Regions from separate parts of the Zea mays genome. Here region 2 is linked to region 1. A link is a contact called in public Hi-C data. All regions are on one chromosome and are shown on one strand. The core of a region is the stretch at or near the end of the contact, and the rest is flanking DNA. Distances in the headings are between cores, read along the strand shown.

Evidence for each region. Hi-C and Micro-C count contacts between places; a contact is called where the count stands out from the background.
Region 2: a Hi-C map of ear shows a contact between it and region 1, with 2.2 times the contacts expected there. The contact joins the promoter of LOC100192058 here to the promoter of LOC103626142 in region 1. A contact is called at or near these places in 3 of 25 Hi-C or Micro-C datasets (ear, endosperm and tassel).

Annotation. Positions count from the first base shown.
Region 1 is chr5:26,808,278-26,810,977 of Zm-B73-REFERENCE-NAM-5.0, reverse strand. It overlaps LOC103626142 (KH domain-containing protein HEN4), which reads right to left and starts at 1,420. Exons shown (of 8, transcript XM_035958980.1): 1 at 704-1,420. It overlaps LOC100274553, which reads right to left. Exons shown (of 3, transcript NM_001148908.2): 3 at 1,807-2,700. The coding sequence ends at 2,010.
Region 2 is chr5:27,116,543-27,119,242 of Zm-B73-REFERENCE-NAM-5.0, reverse strand. LOC100192058 (putative RING zinc finger domain superfamily protein) reads left to right here and starts at 1,312. Exons shown (of 2, transcript NM_001137481.1): 1 at 1,312-2,568. The coding sequence starts at 1,394. The coding sequence ends at 2,551.

The sequences.
Region 1 (2,700 bases), core at 171-2,670:
CCAACTCTAACATAACAGAAAGTCGCACGCAATGCAACACTCCCATACAATACCACCTCGTTAGCTAAAGAATGATGAGCGACCAAACGAGGCATAAAAAAGGGTCGGGCTTCTTTTAACTTATATTTTTATAGGTCTTTTGACTAAGATAAAGTGTAATGTTGTTGTTGTGTACCATAGAAATGCACGGTCATTACATTATTTATTATTATTAAGCAATTGCTTTGCTTTTGTGGGTTGTGTTTGTCTAGAATTTTACTGCCAATAAGGTACAATTGTGCATAATTAGGGTTCAAATCTTGATTGTTGGGTCCACATTCACATCTAACTAACCAACAAACCAAACATAATTTTATATTTTATTAAAACACAATCTATCCATACAACATGTAATATATAGAAACTGTAGCAGTGTAGCAGTGCACAAGTATCTAACTAGTAATGATTCATGCTAAGGATGCGATTGATTGTCTGGGGATTGATGAGGAAGGACCATCGACCATTTTTGTCACATGAACTCAAACAGGTTAGGCATAAAAACAGACATGATTTTATTTAGGTTTCTTATTATGTTTCTTGATTAATGGATTTAATTAAGAAACCGATTTTCATTTTTGTGTTCATAATATTTTATGAACAAAACAGATATCACTTCTATATGAAATATTCTGTTGGCTTCTTTCTCACCTAGCTAACCAATTACCTTTTATTAAAACCCGGTGGAGTTTGAGCTTCTCCCCGCGCTTCACGGGCAGTCCGCCACAGCTCGAACGACGTGTGGCTTGAGTACAGCGTCGTCAGACAGGAACCAGCTTCCGGACCCGAGTTTTTTATGCAATCGAGTTGTGAGTGGTTCCTCCCTACCTCTCCTGTCGCACCTCGCCCTCTCCTTGCCCTGCCCCAGATCTCGGCCTTCAGTCCTCGCTGCCGCCGCGACTTGCTCGCCCCGTCTCCCTCCGGCCCCGCCTCATCGCGGCCGTGGTGGCCAAGGAACACGAGCTCATTGGAAACACTCTTAAATAAAGCTTCCAATGAACAAGACAGGAGCTCGACTTCGCCTAGCTCCGAACAAGCCCGAACAAGCGGTCGACGAGGCGGAGGTCTCGCGTCCTGCGTGCGTCGCGCCGTTGCCTGGCTCCGTCCTCGCCGTTCCTCTGTAGAAGCTGGCCGCTGACCCCCGCCCGCCTCCGCTTGGCCGTCTGGCCGCCCCCCGCGTGGTCACCTAGATGGCTGGCCGCGCCCCTAGATTTGGGTTCCTATCTTGTTAGGACTTCCATCTTCGTTCATTTTGCTGTGTGTCCGTCAGATAGATGACTAATGCATCCTCAAAGTTCTCCAAGGCGGAGCCTTGCATCTTTGTGTGTTTGATTTGGTTGAGCTGCAACCCGTGCTGCTGTCCTTTTCAGTATAAAAAAAAGATTTAGATGTAGGTTGGCATTCGGATGAAAAATGGACCGTGAAAAAAAGGAGGTCCATTCACCTTGTTAAAATCTATACTAGGTCTGGTACAAGAGTGAAACCAATCAAACAATAAGCCTGATCCATTGCATACAGACTCAAGTTAGGCTAGATATTTATAGATGGAACAAATTTTCTTCGCACATGACGGTCTACGTGATTTGCAATATATGGAGCTAAACCAAAATCACACTTGTATACGCTGACATGAATGTTGCAACAAAAAAAAGAACCTCAAGCAATATATTTATCAGGGTTCGACAATGCCACGTTAACTGAAGCCGCATGTTTCAAACTTCTTACTGCATCGTTTTTTTCTTAAAACATATTTTACTGATACTAGAATCTACCATCTCGAACTAAAATTTCGAAATTTCGGAACATTTCATTCAAACAGGAGTTATAGCATAATACAGGCTCCTATCCAACCAGGGAACAGAACTGAGCCATCTAGTCCACAGGTTACATGCCAAAAACGACAAAATTACAATTTGCTCAATGAATTGACATGCAATTCTGGGAGTTGCCATCAATTCGTACAAAAAAAAATATCAAGTCCTGTTAAACGTTTGCTGTGAACCTGGAGGAGGTTGTGTAGGCGGAGGTGGGGGAAGTGACATCTGCATTTGCATATGCATCTGTGCTAGAATACCCCTTCCATCACCTCTATCGGGCATGCCTGTATTCATGGAGCCATCAGGCATGCCCCCAAAACCAGCTTGCATGAAGGCAAGGCCACCACCACCTTGAGGATCACCCGCACCATCAATCATTCCCTGACCAAGGGCCATCGATTGAAATGGATTACTCATCAGCCTCATACCCCATGGGCGCTGAGGCCCCTCAGGGAAACTCATAGGACCAGCTGGAGGCTGGACATTTGACATGGAACCTTGTTCTGATCCAGTATCTGGTAGCTGCATCTGGAAAGGGGCAGAGAAGTACTGAGGGTTTCCATCTTGCTGGAGAGGATAATTGAATGGTGCATTAGGAATCAAAGGCTGATTCATATTCATAGGCATCATAAAGTTTCCCTGGTGAGGAGGAATCGGCGGAAACATAAAAGGTGCATTAGCCATCAATTGCTGCTTGTCCTGAATACTTTGGTCAGATTCTTGGCGAAGTGGAGTCGCCGCACCTGGGCTCTCTTGCCGTGATTGAGAAGCCCAGTTGTAGGCCCGGTCGAATCCTTGAGGTGGATTGTTCTCGGCCTGAGTATCCCCTGGTGGGTACGAATGCCGA
Region 2 (2,700 bases), core at 63-2,562, 310 kb before region 1:
AAGCGAGAAGCGAGTGAGAAGAACAAACCTACGCGTTTCGCACATGACGCACGATGACCACGGAAACTAGTATTGATTTGGTGATCATCAGATTATGCGATAGATGTGTTTTCGACTGTTGTGTTCTACTATTCTAAGCATTGGGGAGGTCACTAGATTGATAAACTATATGTAGAGGGAGAATTTCTTAGAACCCCCTGCCCCTTTCCCTTCCTTCCCTTCATAAGATTTCTTAGGTCCACTTTGAGCTGAGATGGATTCGTCCCAATAGTGTTCTGGGTGCTCCTATTTCTTGATTTTTACATGAAGTTTGTACTGCTACCGACGATGGCAACAACCGCTCGGGCGAGCTCCGGGCGGGAATGGAGGTTAGAGCAATGGAGCGAGAGCGAGAAGACTTCTCAATGCCTTGCCTCTAGCGAGATAATGCCTTATGGAGGTGTCATCGCCATTACCCCCCTCTGTTTGTTAAGCGAGAAGCGCGACACAGAATAAACCTACGTGATTTGCTTTATATAGTACTGCCTCCGTCCACATGAATTTGTCTTTTTATGTTTGTCCTAAGGGCTTGCTTGGTTGGATTGTGGCTGTAAAAAAGCTGTTGCGGGCCATGAGATGTGAAAAAAGCTACTATGTGTTGTGAACGGCTAAAATGTTATAAACCGTTTGGTGAAAACTACTAAAAGCCGATAAAAATTCTTCTATTCATATTTTTACAGTTTCATCCGAAAGCCGCTAGTCCAGAGTTGCATTCAATTTTGCACTACGAGAACGTCGGCTTTTAGTAAAAATTGCTTTCTGGATCCATCCATTTGATTTAGCTTTTAGGGACAAAAGTTCAAGCTAAACCAAACTAAACACACGTCAAACTATTAACTTTGATCAGCAACAATATATATAGGATTAAATCATTTTAAACTAAAAGAATTATAGTTTAAGTTACGATGAACTTAGTAATTTTTTATGAAGCATATAGGATAACCGGTCAAAACAACAAACTTATGTGGGGAGTAGAGAAGAGGTATAAAGGGAAATGGTTGTTCAGAGTATTATGGCGTGCTCCCACGCTTCGTAATAAATATATAAACATAAATAAATGGAACAATTGGATCTATACCATTAAAAGATCCAAACTTTAGATATATACCATGGACCCCACATGTCATTGACTCATGTGGACCCACATGTAAGTGAGATAGTAATGGTATGGATCCAAAGTGGTGATCTTTTAATGGTATAGATCCAAATTTCCCTAAATAAATTGTGGGGGAAATCTCAATTCGCTTGCCGCAAAACACAGCACTAGAAAATCGATGACCTAAATTCCATAGAGAGAGCGAGAGAAAAAAATCCCAATCCATCCACCCTCGCCGCGAGATCGCCGGGCGCCGCCATGTCGACTCCAGCCGCCGCCTACTACGCCGCCGCCGCGCGCAAGCAATACTTTTGCTACCAATGCAACCGCACCGTTCTCATCGCGGCCTCCGCCGCCGCCGCCGGGGAGCTCTCGTGCCCCGAGTGCCACGGCGACTTCCTCGAGGAGGTCACCGTCCCTGCCCCCACCTTCATCCCGCTGCCCTTCCCGTTCCCCTTTGCCCCCACCACGATCCCCGCCGCCAGCACCACCCCGGCCCCCGCCCCAGCAGCCGGCTCCGGTGGGTCCCCTTCCTTATCGTCCTCGTCCTCTTCCGCCGCGACCTCCCCTTCCCAGCCCAACGACATCTCCTCCATCCTCAACTCCTTCCTGGGACTAGGCGAACAACCCATCAGGGTCGGCGGCTCTGCCTCGCGCGCCGCCGCCGGCACGGCCACCCCCGAGAACGAGCCCGAGCCCTTCGACCCGGTCATGTTCTTCCAGAATTACATCCATAGCCTCGTTGAGGGAGGCGCCAACATCCAGGTCCTCCTCGACGACGCCAGCGTCACCCTCGGCTCCGGACCCGGCCTCGGGCGTATCGGCGGGGCAAGCTTTGGGGATTACTTCGTCGGCCCAGGCCTCGAACAACTCATCGAGCAGCTCGCCGAGAACGACCCCAACCGCTATGGCACGCCGCCGGCTGCCAAATCGGTCCTCTCCTCGCTCCCCGACGTCCTCGTGACTCATGCCATGGTCGCAGCTGCGGAGGGCGCTGAGTGCGCCGTCTGCAAGGAGGATTTCTCGCCTGGAGAGGTGGCCAAGCAGATGCCCTGCAAGCACATCTACCACACTGACTGCATTGTGCCGTGGCTTGAGCTTCACAACTCGTGCCCCATCTGCCGATTTGAGCTGCCTACTGACGATCCTGATTACGAGGGGCGGAAGGGCACTAATCCTCAGCCGGCTGTTGGTGTGGCTGCTGCTGCATCTGGGAGCTCTACTGCTGCTGAGGGACAGATGGAGGAGAGGCAGGAGAATCCAAGGGTGGTTGAGAGGAGGTTCAATGTGTCGCTGCCGTGGCCATTCAGTGGACTGGGAGGGCAAACATCGCAGCAGGATGGGAACAGTGGAGGCAGTGGTAGCAACTCACAAGGAAATGCACAGGATGGTGACCCACCCAGCAACAAGAATTGATCACAAATCAGCTGGAGGTATTTTCAAAATAAAATTCTGCTACCGTTACTAGATATACTAGATATATAGTTTTTCATTGTTCAAATCACAGCGCCACAGTGAGGCCATGCACTGGCTGGGCGCCTGGACACTTAGGCGTCAATTAGGTG